Regions from separate parts of the Mus musculus genome. Here region 2 is linked to region 1. A link is a contact called in public HiChIP or PLAC-seq data. All regions are on one chromosome and are shown on one strand. Each heading gives the region's core, a stretch centred on a gene start, on an enhancer-like site or on the middle of the called end of the contact. The rest is flanking DNA. Distances are from core to core; before and after follow the strand shown.

Region 1 (4,136 bases), core at 1,061-3,560:
TGTCCCGGGTTTTTTCTTCCCGGATTTTCTCGTCCCGGATTTCGGCACCAACTCTTACACGCGTTCTCGCGACCGGCCAGGAAGAATACAACAAACCAGAATCTTCTGCGGCAAAACTTTATTGCTTACATCTTCAGGAGCAAGAGTGCAAGCCTCAAACCCAAAAACGAAAGCGAAACCCCTTCCCTCTTAAGGAGAGTTATCCTTCGCCTAGGACGTATCACTCCCTGATTGGCTGCAGCCCATGGCCGAGTTGTAGTCACGGGGAAGGCAGAGTACATGGGGTGGAGAACTACCTTTGGCACATGCGCAGATTATTTGTTTACCACTTAGAACACAGCTGTCAGCGCCATCTTGTAACGGCGAATGTGGGGGCGGCTTCCCACACTCCAATGTGTGTCTGCATAGACTAGGTCAGTGGTTTTCAACCCGTGAGTTGAGATCCCTTTGACAAACCTCTATCCCTCAAAATATTTACAACACCATTCATAACAGTAGCAAAATTACAGTTATGAAGTAGCAACAAAAATAATTTTATGGTTGGAGATCACCAACCATATAGACATGAGGACTATATTAAAGCCCTGCAGCACTAGGAAGACTGAGAACCACTGGTCTAGGGCCAACACTTGAAGACTTTAGTGCTTGGGTAACACTCAGGGTGTGCCCAGTTCTGACTGGCTTTCGTGTTGTCAGGTGAACACATTCTGGGTTCCTGTCAATCTCTCTAGCAGCGACAAGAAAAGGCCTTCAGCAGCAAGGGAAAGGATGGAGACGCAGGATGGCAGGCAGCTGCTGTGAGAGACAGTGGCTACAGCTTACCCATGCTAAGGATGCTCGGCTTCTGGTAGATCTGCAGCACACTGCAGCAAGTCATAACTCATAAACTATCGGGGCTGGGGAGATAGTCTAGTCTGCAAAGTGCTTGTCTAGCAAGTACGAGGACCTGAGTTTGATACCCAGAATCCACATTAAAGAAAAAAAAGCAAAAACAAAAACAAAACAAAAATAAAACCCTAACAACCAAAACTACCCCCCCAAAACACCAAACAGCTGGGTTGGGGTGGTACGTACTTGCAATCCTAGTTCTGAGAAGTGCTCAGAGGGCTAAGATGGGCAGATGTTTGGCTGTGCGAAACTGGCAAGTTCCAGACCAATGAGAAACACTGTCTCAAAAATCAAGCTGGACAATGAATAATGAATGACAGCTGAGGCTGTCCTTTGACCTCTACATGTGTGCATACACATCTCTACATGCACCTTCATACACATATACCTACACACATTTGGGTACGCTTGGGTGTTCAAAAGCTGTCAGTGAGGTGAGCTTTTTTTCCCTAGTGTAGAGAGATCACTGCTCAAGGCTGGCCCCTGTATAACCCCCAGAAGATTGTGAGCAGAGCCTATGTATTGTCCCAGAGGCCTCTGGGAGCTGACTAGGGAGCATCAGGCCAGTTTGTGGAGTGTGCCATGCAAGGAAGAGAACCACAAATATGGAGACCAGCTCAACGTGCCTTAAAGCGATGTATATTTGGTCTCAGCCTAGTCTGTTAAGTGAGACCATGTATGTATTTCAAGAAGGTCAGGCAGTGGAGGACAGAGGCTCTGCAAGGCTGGATCTGTGCTCAGCCATTTAGGAAAATGAAGTGCACTTTGGGTTGCTCCTCTGTACACCAGTGTAATGACAGCACCAAACAGATATGAAAACAGAATGTATCGGATGCACACTACGCATATGTAAGGCACATGTATGTGTAATGGCTCAGTCTGCTGTGTGGCAACAAAGCATTTGTCCTCTTATTCATGAGCTTGTGCATCTGTTCCTTCCAGACACTGGGACGTAAAAGCAAAAACACCAGCAGCCTGAACAGAAATTCAAGAATCATTGAAAGTCAGCTGGGACAGCACAAGCAGGATTCAGGCATGTGTTGGCAGCCCTCAGTGTCACGGTGGCAAGTCCCTCTTTCTCCTTTGTCACCTGTTGATGGATAGTAACAGAGAGGAGTGGTGCTGGCATCATTCCTGACACTTTCAAATATCAATTCCGGTGATTTCATGACAGTTGCTGTGACTATCATATCACCCTTCATTTGCAGACCAGGCCACCGAGATTCTTAGAGGTTAAATAACTTGCCCTAAGTTACACAGACGTTGCAAAGTGAAGGGGGAGAAACTGAAAAAATCAGCTCAGGAACTTTGGGAAGGTCATGAAGGGAGAGGCTAATTAGCATTTCTCAGACCACAGGGTGGGAGCCGACCTGCGGGTGGGGACACATTCCACAGGACTGACCATTGCTCACTTTCAGACAAGGGAAGTCCTTGTCACCTCATTCCCTAAAGACCAATCAGTTAAAGGGTGCACTGTTCCACCAATCATATTGTGCCTAGTTGCTGATGCTCTGTTCTGCCCCTGGAAACCATATAAAAACTCGCCAAACAGGTGCTGGTGGTCACTGCCTCTCCTTCCGGTCTCGCACCACCCCAGTGCACTGGAACAAATTCCTCTTGCTTTTTGCATCGATCCTGGCTCCACGTGGTTCACTGGGGGGTGGGGGTGGGGGTGGGTCCCCTGGTAAGCTAAGGCTCCCCAGAGTCTTACAAAACAACATGTCTAATTCCCAGATTCTTGCTTTTTTTTTTTTTTAATTTTTTTTCAGATTCTTGCTTTTGACTGATGCATCAGGCTGTGGGTCCTTAACTTTGTGCCTTTTCCATCTCCAATCCATTGGGCACAAGTCCACACTTTTCCAAGCATTTCAGTCCTGAGAGACACCTGCCCCAACTTGGTTCTGCTCAACTCACTTCAACTCGACTAATTTTAGTTTGACTCAGCTTAGATTGGTTAAGGCTAACTTAAGCAGAACATATACCTGGGTATCTGCATATGTGTATACAGGTGTGTGTGTGCGCGCGCACGTGTGCATGTGTGTGGTTATGCAAATGTGCATGTGGGCAACCTAGGCTGTCATTCCCGGGCATTGTCCATCTTTGTTGTTTTGAGACAGGGTCTCCCACCGACCTGGAACTTGTCTACTAGGCTGGCTAGTGCACCCCGAGGATCTGCACATCTCCAGTGCTGGGACCATTGGATTCCACATGAGCTCTAACATTCTTGTCTTTATGTAAGTAAGGCAAATATTTTATTGAGTGAAGCTTCTCTGTGGCAGTTAACACTGATTGTCAGCTTGATTGCATTGAGAGGCACCTAGGCAATGCCTTTCTGTGTATCTGTGAGGGTGCTCTAAATATGGACAGCATTGTTCTACAGGCTGAGGCCTAGATGGCATCAATGTAGATAAAAGAGGAAGCCCTCTGTCATCACAAGTGCTCTCTCTCTGTGTCCTGGTCTCTATGAGGTGAGCAGACTGTTCAGCCCCACCTTTCCACTGTGGCATTCTGCCTTAGGTCAGACTCATAGCAATGGATCCAGATGACGTCAGGCTGAGTCCTCTAAACTGTGAGTCCCAACAACTCCTTTTCCCAAGTGCTTCATCCCAGTGATGAAAGCCCTATTATTACAAGTGCTTCATCCCAGTGATGAAAGCCCTATTATTAAACCTTACCAGAGGAAGGGAACACCAGGAAATGTTTTAAAACTCTGGTTTTTACATTGTCACTCTTTTCTCAAATGCCTGACCAGATTGTTGCCCCTCATCCGCGTAGAATGATGCCGAGACCAGGGGGTACAGCCCTGGACAGATTATGGAACCCCTTTACACAACTTATGTGTAACATGTCTTCTAAGCTGAGCTAGCTTAGAAATAAAGGAAAAAGCGGGGAGGACTGCGTGGAAGGCAGTTGATAAGATCCCTGTTAACAGGGCAGATTATTCCGTATCAGGTGCAGAGAGCACTATGCTTAAAGCACCGCCTCCCTCAGCTGGAAGTGTGTTTCACAGATGAGGCTTCAGAAAGTGTGCACAAGCTCAGTGGGTTCCCCAAGTCACAAAGCTGGACAGGGGAGAGCTCTCTGGCCCAAAGACCCTGTCTTCCCATAGCTCCTACCTGCTTTCAAAGATGCCCCACTGTAGCAGGATTAGGGGATATTGGTGCTGGATCTCTCTTGGCCAATAGCACATAAACCAAAGGGCTCCACATCAGGATTCTAATTTCGGGTGGAAGAATGGGGTCTGAGTC
Region 2 (4,136 bases), core at 522-3,021, 280 kb after region 1:
CATCTGGTGATGGAGCTGGAGAGAGAAGGTGCAGAGACGACCGTGAAGATGATGCTGGAAGGAACTGGGCTTGGGCAGCTGCCTCACTCCATGTGCTGTTGGGGACTTGGGATTTCCCCTGGATGAGAACACCAGTACTGTGAACAGAGTTCTCCTCAGCACCGTTCTGGTGTGTGTGTGTGTATGTGTGTGTGTGTGTGTGTGTGTGTGTGTGTGTGTGTGTGTGTATTTGTGTGTGTGTGTTGGGAGGAGGCAAAGATGGAAGCAGATTGACCAGTAGGGAGGCCATCATTACATTTTAAAGGCAAGGAGTTTGGGGGCCACTGTACTCATTTCTTTTTGTTGTGGCTGCTGTGACAAAAACAACCTAAGGAAAGAAGGAGTCCACCGCAGTGTTAATTCACAAGGTGTTGAGGCAGAAAACACAGAAATGAGTGTTAGAGATCAGCCGAATTTCTCATTTTCATTCAGTTGGAGAGAACAGACATGAAATGCTACCACCCACGGTCAAGGTGAGTTTTCCCTCCTCATGCTGATCTAGATAATCCCTTGCAGGTACGTCTGGGAGCTTGTCTCCCAAGTGACTGTCGGTCTTGTCCAGTTGACAATTAATGTTAATTATTAAAGCCACAGCACGGTGCAGAGAGAAGCAGCTGGGTTCTCATTCTGCATAGTAAGCAGATTGAGTAGAGAATTACAGAGACAAGAATGACAAAGTTCTTAATCTTCCGCTGTTCAATATGGATAAGCCAGCTTGGTAGCCTGGGTCCTATGCCACATGTCCTGTGTCCCATCTCTTCCTGGACAGAGTGAACAGTGCTACCTCAAATCTGTACTTGCCAGCTGTGTTCCTCTGGCAAGTAAGTAGACGTCTCTGATCCATGTCTTTTTAAATTTATTTTTATTTTGTTCTAAATGATGACATGTCTATGTGAATTTAGCTTTGTATGAGCGCAATGCTTGTGAAGCCAGAGGAGTTGTAATATCCTCTGGAATTGGAACTACAGATGGTTGTGAGTTGCCTGATGTGGGTACTGGCAACTAAACTCTGGTCCACTCCAAGAGCAAAATATGCTGCTAAGCACTGAGCCATCTTCCCAGCTTTGACCCACAGATTCACCTGTAATGTAAATTCAATCAGTACTCTCAAAAAGTACTGTGGGGGTAGAGGAACTGGAGGGGAGGGAATGGGACTGGATTTGATTAAAGCACCTTATATGTTGAAATAAAATTCTCAAACAACAGCAGAAAAAAAGAAGAAAAAGAAAAAAGAAAGAAAGAAAGAGAGAGAGAGAGAGAGAGAGAGAGAGAGAGAAAGAAAGAAAGGAAAAGACCTTTTATGGGGATGGATGGGTTTGGTCACACGATTCAGGCCACCTTCCTTGGAGCCTTGCATGTAGGCTAGGTATTTGGACCTAAGTCTTATTTAGAGTCATATGGGCTTAAATTGATGAACGAATAAGATGGTTTATCCACATTAAAGAACATCAGAGAATTATGAAATTTAATCCAGGGACCACTGACCTCACCTTGAGACCACAGAAGCTCTGAGATTGTGTTCATCTGTTACTGTGGAGATACAGCAGAGACCAATCAATTGGGAGGAAGCCAAGGTCAAGATCACTCAACCACTTGGTCAAGACATTTAGATTTCCACCCTCCTCCCACCCAGTTTACTTGCTTTCGAGGTCGGGGAAGGGGCAAATGAAAGGGCATGGAGGCACTGAGCAGTGAACACCCCCACTCATCCTGGGCTTCACTTTCATTCTTGCCTCGAATCTCTCCGGGGCTATAGGAAACTGCATGGTGTCCTCCTACACAGACACAGCACATTCTGGGGCTAGGGAGTTTCTGTCATTGGAGGTTGCTTATTGTAATGCTACCTTTTGGCCTTTCCCAAGCTGGTGTCTGTTCAGATAGACAGCTGCCTTGTTATTGTGAGCAGCATTAACACATACCACAGCTTGGTTTTTCTTGGGGGGGGTGAGGTGGGGGGGAGGATTAGGATGAGAAGGACTAGAGTTCTCTGTTGCTATGTCCTATCTCCTCTATGATATAACTGTTCTCTCAAGTCTGCGCTGTTTCTTCCCCATCATTTTCCATTGAACCTATTCCACAGGGGAATAGGTTCATCAAAACTGTACAAGATCACTGTGGTTGTCTTGAAACACTTTCCTCCATCGAGGGTCCAGATTCATCCTCTGTCCTTTACAGCTTGGCTTTGTATTCTTCCTTAAACCACGGGACCTTCGCACATGCAGCTCTCTCTTCTAGTGGGAGGCACTTAAGGAAATGAAGCATTCGGGAGCAATGTGCAGTCAGATACACCCAACCAAGCCCTGCTCCCCACTTGTGTGACCTTGGGAGTTCATAGTCATTCCTGGTTTTTATTTAAATTTGTCTACTTTCAACACTCCCAAAAGCCTGCATCCTCACCAGCTGAACATGAATCACCCCCATACTGAGTGCACAATAAGGTGTCATGTTCTGTGCTTAGTATCAGCAGCAGCACCACTGGAGCCCCAAAAAAGCCCAACTAATTATAAGCCTGTGTTCTGCGCTGTTATTATTTGAATGTAACAAAGGCACCTGCCACGTTAATTATGCCCTTCTAATAAACATCTCCAGGCAGTCGGTGGGGGGGAGGGGCTGCATGTTGAAAAGGCAGGTCTTGGCATCACATTGTCAATTCCCTGGGTTCTATGATGTGTTCATTCACATGCAGCTCCTCCGGCCTCCATCCAGACCATCAGGGATGATTCACTGGCTAAACTGCACAAGAGGGAAGGAATCCAGAAGAACAGTTACAGAGGGAGAATCTGGGAGGTCCTCCCTGCTTCCTTACACAGGGAGAATCTGGGAGGTCCTCCCTGCTTCCTTACACAGGGAGAATCTGGGAGGTCCTCCCTGCTTCCTTACAGAGAGAGAATCTGGGAGGTCCTCCCTGCTTCCTTACACAGGGAGAATCTGGGAGGTCCTCCCTGCTTCCTTACACAGGGAGAATCTGGGAGGTCCTCCCTGCTTCCTTACACAGGGAGAATCTGGGAGGTCCTCCCTGCTTCCTTACAGAGAGAGAATCTGGGAGGTCCTCCCTGCTTCCTTACAGAGGGAGAATCTGGGAGGTCCTCCCTGCTTCCTTACAGAGAGAGAATCTGGGAGGTCCTCCCTGCTTCCTTACACAGGGAGAATCTGGGAGGTCCTCCCTGCTTCCTTACAGAGGGAGAATCTGGGAGGTCCTCCCTGCTTCCTTACAGAGAGAGAATCTGGGAGGTCCTCCCTGCTTCCTTACACAGGGAGAATCTGGGAGGTCCTCCCTGCTTCCTTACACAGGGAGAATCTGGAAGGACCTCCCTGCCTTGTGTGTTCAAAGTGACAATTTTACACTGAGGATGGGGGTGTGTGGACGAGAAAGACTAAGGGAAGGTGCACACCATGACCATATCTTCTAGGCACCAACTTTTTCTTTTCTGTTAAGATATAGAAGCATAACAAAGAGTCAAGGGCATACCTCTGATACAGCTTTTCTTGTTAAAACATTTTTTACTATGGTAAATATGCATCATGGCATACATTAATTATGTTTTGCAATTACTTATTGTGCTATTACAGAATATATGTGATCTAATCTGCTGTTTTAACCATCTCTAAATGTGAAGTTCAAGGGCATTAATTACAATCACAATGTTACAAAATTGTTATGTCTGATTTTCCAAACATTTTTGTCATCCCAAATAGACAAACTGTAACTCTTACAGCTTGGTTGGATGTTCACATATGCATAGAGCCCAAATCTAGAGCAAAATTAAGCATTTTTTGATTTCCAACACATTACCTTGAATGTCTTCTCAGATATATCCCTGTGCTAGTCAGATTTCTCTTAAAAAAAAAAACAAGAAAAACAAACAAAAACAAAAACAAAAACAAAACAGAACCAATAGGATGGGGGAGGGGAGAGAGAAAGTTAAAAGGAGGTTTGTTAGATTGTGTCAGGTTGACTTACCCCCAGGAGGCTGAAGGTCTCAACAGTCCCTATCCAGTGCTGAAGGCCTGGAGGATGTCTGGAGAGCCGCTGGTCTTCCATCCACACTGGAATGCTCAAGACGTTGTGTTAAAATACTTTTTAAATCCGTTTTCCC

What was found. HiChIP or PLAC-seq counts read pairs in DNA pulled down with a chosen protein or histone mark.
Region 2: a contact with region 1 is called in an H3K27ac HiChIP or PLAC-seq map of embryonic stem cells, with 11 read pairs. The contact joins two enhancer-like sites. A contact is called at or near these places in 1 of 484 Hi-C or Micro-C datasets (embryonic stem cells), 5 of 115 datasets of contacts at active chromatin or transcription factors (embryonic stem cells and stem cell-derived neural progenitor cells) and 1 of 9 other capture datasets (embryonic stem cells).

The regions. Positions count from the first base shown.
Region 1 is chr16:9,069,946-9,074,081 of GRCm38.p6, forward strand. No RefSeq gene overlaps it. Among named protein-coding and RNA genes, the nearest start is that of Gm30567, 17 kb to the left of the region's middle. Within about 2 kb of position 2,311, at least 4 of the 459 cell types and tissues checked have an H3K27ac peak or open chromatin away from gene starts, as enhancers often do. A contact at or near this core is called in embryonic stem cells, where this site is marked.
Region 2 is chr16:9,352,195-9,356,330 of GRCm38.p6, forward strand. No RefSeq gene overlaps it. Among named protein-coding and RNA genes, the nearest start is that of Gm41418, 74 kb to the left of the region's middle. Within about 2 kb of position 1,772, at least 10 of the 459 cell types and tissues checked have an H3K27ac peak or open chromatin away from gene starts, as enhancers often do. A contact at or near this core is called in embryonic stem cells, where this site is marked.